2 separate regions of the Sus scrofa genome follow, and region 1 is linked to region 2. Evidence: chromatin contacts called from public promoter capture Hi-C data. All regions are on one chromosome and are shown on one strand. Each heading gives the region's core, a stretch centred on a gene start, on an enhancer-like site or on the middle of the called end of the contact. The rest is flanking DNA. Distances are from core to core; before and after follow the strand shown. Region 1 overlaps CDS2 (CDP-diacylglycerol synthase 2). Region 2 holds the start of CDS2 (CDP-diacylglycerol synthase 2).

Region 1 (3,076 bases), core at 447-2,946, 51 kb after region 2:
TACCACAGCCACGGCAACTCGGGATCTGAGCTGCGTCTGCAACCTACACCACAGCTCACAGCAACTCCAGATCCTTAACCCACTGAGCAAGGCCAGGGATTGAACCCACAACCTCATGGATACTAGTTGAGTTTGTTACTGCTGAGCCACAATGGAACTCCCAAGCCACACATTTCTAGATAAACGTCTCACCTTCAGTGTCACCAGGGAATAGGGGACTGTGGTCTGCTTGCCCCTCTCTGCGAGCTGCCCCAGGGATCTCAGGGTCGGGTGGTCTGCTCCTCTGGTGCCCAGGGCTTTTTGCCAGTCTCACTCTAAAGGAGGGGCCCTTGGCAGTGACCAGTCTTCTTTTACAGGTACTTTCTACTGTGTGTAAATTATTTCTTCTATGGTGAAACAGTGACAGATTACTTCTTCACCCTAGTCCAGAGAGAGGAGCCTTTGCGGATTCTCAGTAAATACCACCGATTCATCTCCTTTACCCTTTATCTAACAGGTATGCATTAAGTGGCTCACCACTTCTTGTCCCTGTCTTGTTTTTGCAAGTCTGCTGAATTGAAGTTGGGGCATTTCTTGGTTGGTGTAAGGTTTTGATGACATGAACTCTGACCACACAGGGGAGCAGAGAGAGCCGAGGGCTTTGCCTTCCACGAGCCATAGCAATTCTTTACTAAGAGAAATGAAATAAGGGGCTCATGTAGTTGTAGGGCTGGAGTTTGCTGACCTTCCTTGCTGGCAGAGATTCTGATCGAAATAAAAACCACCCAGGAACTCGGGCATAAAAAGGGGCTTTGCAGTTTAGTGGAAATTTTACTGATTTGGGCTAAAAAGACCTGTGACTTCAGAGGAGCTAGGAGCTTACTCTTTGAGTCTCAGTTAGCTCTCCTGTAATGTAGAGCCAAAACAGCAGAGTTACCGTGAGGATTTGATCTTGACAAACAGTTTAAGTGCTCTGTCAATCTAAAACTCAAGACTGTGCAAGAGGTCTAGTAATGTGAGTGTTCTTCATGGTTGCCCGCAAAGCCCTTTTGAGGCATATGAGAAGTTTATTCTGACCTAAATTTCAGCCTGACCTATTTTTCATCAGCTTGCTAGCAACCCTTGGCTCTGTGAATGGCACCTGGCTATTAAAATAGGCTGCAGGGTTGGGGAAAGTCAGAGAGCCCGCCTCAGAGCTTAGGAGCAGCCCCACATAGGGAGGCCAGGGTCTCCAACAGGAATGTGCTCTTTTTTTGAGGGACACTTAGGGGTAAACGTCTCTTTTTTACCCGGGATTTTGGTCATACGGCCCAGTGGGAGAGAGATGCAAGGATGGCCTTGGCCCCATACCAGGTAGGTCCCTCTGCCAGACCTCTATGTTTGAGGACAGAGGTCAGCAAACTTTTTCTTAAAGGTCCAGATAATAAATATTATAGGTTTTTTTTTGCAGGGGGGTGGTCAGAGGGTCTCTGTTGCAGCACCTCAGTTCTGCTGCAAAGAAGCAGCCCTAGACAATATGTACACAAATAGGTGTGGCTGTGTTCCAATAAAATTTGTTTATAAAAACAGACAGCTGGCCTGACCATTGTTTGCCCCTACTCTAAGATCAAAAGCATTTCTATTGGGTGAACTGTGTCCTAAGTTCTGTGTAGTCTTCAAGATTTTAAAATACTGCCTTCCTCTGATTGTCTCGAAGGTTTTATTCCCTGGGGCTGTGGATTTGTGCCCTGGTTAACGGCTGCCAGGAAATTAGCAAAGGACCGCTTAACACAGCTAAAGACTAGGACAAAGATAAATGCGGAATGTGATTTATTTTTGCTCTTTGTCCTCAATCTAGGATTCTGCATGTTTGTGCTGAGTCTGGTCAAGAAGCATTATCGACTGCAATTTTACATGGTAAGGGAAATCTGTGCGTCATTGTCACAATTCCTGGCATATATGAAATTATGCAGAAATTCCACAGGCCCCTTATCCTTTCTGTGATAAATCAGCCCTGGAATGTAGTCTGTTCTTGTGCATCTAGAACCTAGAGGATGAAGGAGGCATCCTCACTGAGCCAATCACTGTTACATCATTTACACCCTAAGCAATCTCTCTACTGGACCTCAGGGTGGCCTGAGGTCAGTAAGACTCAAGGTGAAGCTTCAGGCGTTGCCCACAGATATCCTACCTGCTATGTACTCCCTCAACTTGAGAACATACCCTCTCTGAGTGTCCCAAGCAAAAGCAAAAAACAAAAAACTTACTAAGAAAACACAAGTACCTGGGCTTTTGGAGCATAGAAGGACCAACTAGTGAGCCATGTGGGCTCTGCTTTTGATGGGACCTATAGCTAGGAAACATGGTCAATCCTAGAGGCCTGTTCTATACCTTTTCTTTTTTTTTTTTAACTCAATAAATTTTATTATATTTATAATTGAACAATGATCATCATAACCCAGTTTTATAGAATTTCCATCCCAAACCCCCAGCACATTCCCCCCACCCCCAATCTATCTCCTTTGGTAACCATAAGTTTTTCAAAGTCTGCGAGTTAGTATCTATTCTACAAAGAAGTTCATTGTATCCTTTTCTAAATTTCCACATATAAGGGAGAACATATGACATTTGTGTCTGTCTAACTTCGCTTAGCATGATAATTTCTAGGTCCATCTGTGTTGCTGTAATGCCATTATTTCGTTCCTTTTTATGGATGAGTAGTAGTCCATTGCGTATATGTACCATATCTTCTTTTTCCACTCCTCTGTCCATAGGCATTTAGGTTGCTTCCATGTCTTGGCTATTGTGTATAGTGCTGCAACGAACATTGGGGTGTATGTAACTTTTCGAGTCATGGTTTACTCTGGATAGATGCCCAGGAGTAGGTATACCTTTTCACTTCCAGTAAGATAGGTACGGAAACAAGTCTCTCTCCTACCTGTTTCTCAGCAATTTCCTATTTGGTATTAACTGTTCCAGGGTAAACTGATACACTTTATTCCTCATCTTCTTTTTGCAGTTTGGCTGGACCCATGTAACATTACTGATTGTTGTAACCCAGTCGCATCTCGTTATCCACAACCTGTTTGAAGGCATGATCTGGTGAGTGATGTCAGTG
Region 2 (2,875 bases), core at 186-2,685:
CTGATCCCTGTTTACTACAGTAGTGACTTCAGAATTGTACCTGGCCTGAGCTCCATTAGCTCGTGAGGGCTGAGTGCAATGGATAAAAGGTTTGGGCCAAACTGTAGGGAGTTATAAACCCTGGTAGTTAAACTGTGCTTTCTGAATATACTTTCATAGAAGACAAGAAAATACAATGCCCTTGTCAGAATTCTCACTAATTTCCCAAACCCCACGGCGCACGTCAAAATTGTCAATACAAAATTGCAGCTCCCGTGTGTGCATATTTCTCTCTTCAACAACAATATGCTTAAGGGAAGAGACCCCATTTTAAAGTTGTTTTATATCATTTACAAGGCAGTAAACAGAAACCGCTGAAGGCAATGCTTGAGTAACAGATATTAACAATGAATTTAGGAAGGGCAGGAATCAGTACAGTGGTTAGAGTAGGCGCAAACAAATCTGTGTTCTGATTCTCAGTGGACACTTTTTAGCCATGAGACCTTGGCTAAATCATTTTCCTTTAGGAGAAACTTTAAATCTATTGAACAGGTATGTCAGGTACATAGGGGATCAGGATGTGAACAAAGTAGTCAGTATTCCTGTCCAAAAAAGGTCTTTCAATAGTACAGATGACAGAAAAGAAATCTGAATAATTGTGAAGTCTTATCTATAAAATGGAAATCATATCCACTTCCAAGTGTTGTGCAGATTAAATGGGATAAATTAAAAAGATCACATAGTATAATGCCCAGCATATAATTAACGCTCAGTAAGTGGTAGAAGATAATTTGGCAAGGCGAGGCAGGTTAAAGTTTGGCTTGAGCTCCTTCTCTAACACAGGTGGATTTCCCAGGCTTTTCCCCTCAGGTCCTAACTACTTAACTGTGCAAGGGAAGAGCCCCGGCTACAGAGGACAGGGAGCCGAGGTGAGCAAGCACAAGACAGGCTGGAGCCTGGGAGCTGCCACCCACGGCCCCTAGCTATCTGTTACCTCTAGGACCTAGGGTACCAGCTCTTGAGCTCCCATTGGCTAGTCTCTCTCGGACGCGCACGCCTTTCCACGCCCCGTCATGTTGCTATCCAGGGCACGCCCCCTCCATCCCGCTCTGCTTGCCCCGCCCCCAGCGCCCCTCCTCTCTGACGGGTTCGCGCCATTGGTGGATCTCTGTGGCCATGATGGCGGCGGTGCGCCTGCGCGCTGGTTCCGGGGCCCTCCCGAGAGAAGGAGCTAGCGGGCCAGGGCTGAGGAGGCTGATTGCGCTCAGCCCGGGTGAAAGGGCGGCTGCAGCACCGGGCGGGGCCGAGTTCCAGGACTGCAGGCCGGGCTGCCGTGGGGCCTGGGAGCCGCTGCGGAGCCGCGCGCTGCTCAGCCGAGGCGGGGCTGGAGCGCTGAGCTGCCGGCCCCAGCGGCTGCGGTACTCGCTCGCGGCGACCTAGCACCGGTGTCTCCAGCATGACGGAACTAAGGCAGAGGGTGGTCCACGACCCGGACGCACCGCCCGAGGACAAGGTAGCGGCAGCTTGGGCATCGGGTGGGCGCGGCTGGGCAGCGGCGTCCCCCGGAGGTCCGTGAGGGGAGCGCGCAGAGGGGTCATCTCTCCATCTGACTCTTTGGAGCGGCCGCCGGCGCCCCCTGGCCTGGTCGGCGCGGAGGGTCCTCGGTTGCGGAGCCCCGCTGTGCGCGCGCCAGGGTTCAGCAGGTCGGGGTCCCGGGGACCTGGCTCTGGAGTCCGGTTGGGGGTAGTATCTCTGGGGCGCGGGAAGGAGCGCGCGAGGGGTTGCGCACGTCCACCTGCCTCCCAGGGCTGGTGAGGGTACCCCACCAGCCCTCCACCTCCCCAAGGCCTTCCTGGGTGTGAAGACGTGGAGACCCCGCAAAGACTCCTCTGAGCGTGACCTCTGCTCTCCATTAAAATGTTTCTTGGATGTGGGGGGGGGTGTATCAAGACAAGGCCATGGGATTTGCTTGTTCGGAAGTTTGGATCCCTTCTGTTAGCTTTAGGTTAAATCTCTTGATTTTAAGCAGAGACGTTTCTTTAACTCGTGTGTATTTTCCCAATAGAAGGCTTGTATCTTGCTTCAAATGTGGGCGTTGATGGGGTAGAAGAGGAGGGTAGAAAAGAGGCCATCTTGGCAGGGACATAGCTGGGTGAGGGATGAGGGGCTAGACTCCTTTGATTGAAGTAAAAGGTAGGGGACTTGAGAAAGGTGAGTGGTTGTTACTTTGGACGTTGAATGACAGTATAAACTTCGTGGTAGTATTTCCAGCCTGGAGTTAGCAGTGATCAGGAGCAGTGCTTTTGGTAAATTGATCTGACAGTGATGTGTAGAGTGGACTGAGGGAGCGTGGACCAGAATGAGAGAGACTGGTTAACTCACAGGTTGCCAACTGGTGACCTACAGATGTTTTCTTTGGTCCCTATGTTGCATTAAACACCAGAGCGTTTCTCCCAACAATCCGAATTTATTCCTTGTCTTGGATAATTGGAAGATCTGCCATCACATTTCCACCTGAATTATTTGGCTGGGACAGCTGTTCCCACCCATCCTTGTTGCCCTACACCCGGCGTATAGTACCATTCCTGAGCTTTTTGTTTTTGATAACTGGAGGAAAGGAACACTAGGGAGATGGCAGGAAGGAAGAAAAGCACAAGATTTAGTGTCGGGGTGTCAAGAGAGCAATTACACTGGAAGGACTGTTTTGGGTGAAAGAAAAGGGATTTTAAACAGTTTTGTTTAAAACTCTCCATAATGATTTTTAGAATATGTTTTGGAGAAAATTTAGGGCTTGGGTGCAAGTTTAGGAGTCACTTAACGAATCCGACTAGGAACCATGAGGTTGCGGGTTCGGTCCCTGCCCTTCCTCAGTGGGTTAACGATCCGGCGTTGCCGT

The links. Promoter capture Hi-C pulls out the DNA fragments that hold promoters and counts their contacts.
Region 1: a contact with region 2 is called in a promoter capture Hi-C map of liver, with 2.4 times the contacts expected there. The contact joins the enhancer-like site here to the promoter of CDS2 in region 2. A contact is called at or near these places in 1 of 5 promoter capture datasets (liver), 13 of 47 Hi-C or Micro-C datasets (alveolar macrophages, blood, embryonic fibroblasts and 5 more) and 2 of 2 datasets of contacts at active chromatin or transcription factors (alveolar macrophages and skeletal muscle).

What each region holds. Positions count from the first base shown.
Region 1 is chr17:14,200,750-14,203,825 of Sscrofa11.1, forward strand. It overlaps CDS2 (CDP-diacylglycerol synthase 2), which reads left to right. Exons shown (of 13, transcript NM_001166673.1): 5 at 357-496; 6 at 1,817-1,875; 7 at 2,978-3,060. Among named protein-coding and RNA genes, the nearest start is that of CDS2, 50 kb to the left of the region's middle. Within about 2 kb of position 1,697, at least 7 of the 83 cell types and tissues checked have an H3K27ac peak or open chromatin away from gene starts, as enhancers often do. A contact at or near this core is called in liver, where this site is marked.
Region 2 is chr17:14,150,375-14,153,249 of Sscrofa11.1, forward strand. CDS2 (CDP-diacylglycerol synthase 2) reads left to right here and starts at 1,436. Exons shown (of 13, transcript NM_001166673.1): 1 at 1,436-1,492. The coding sequence starts at 1,436.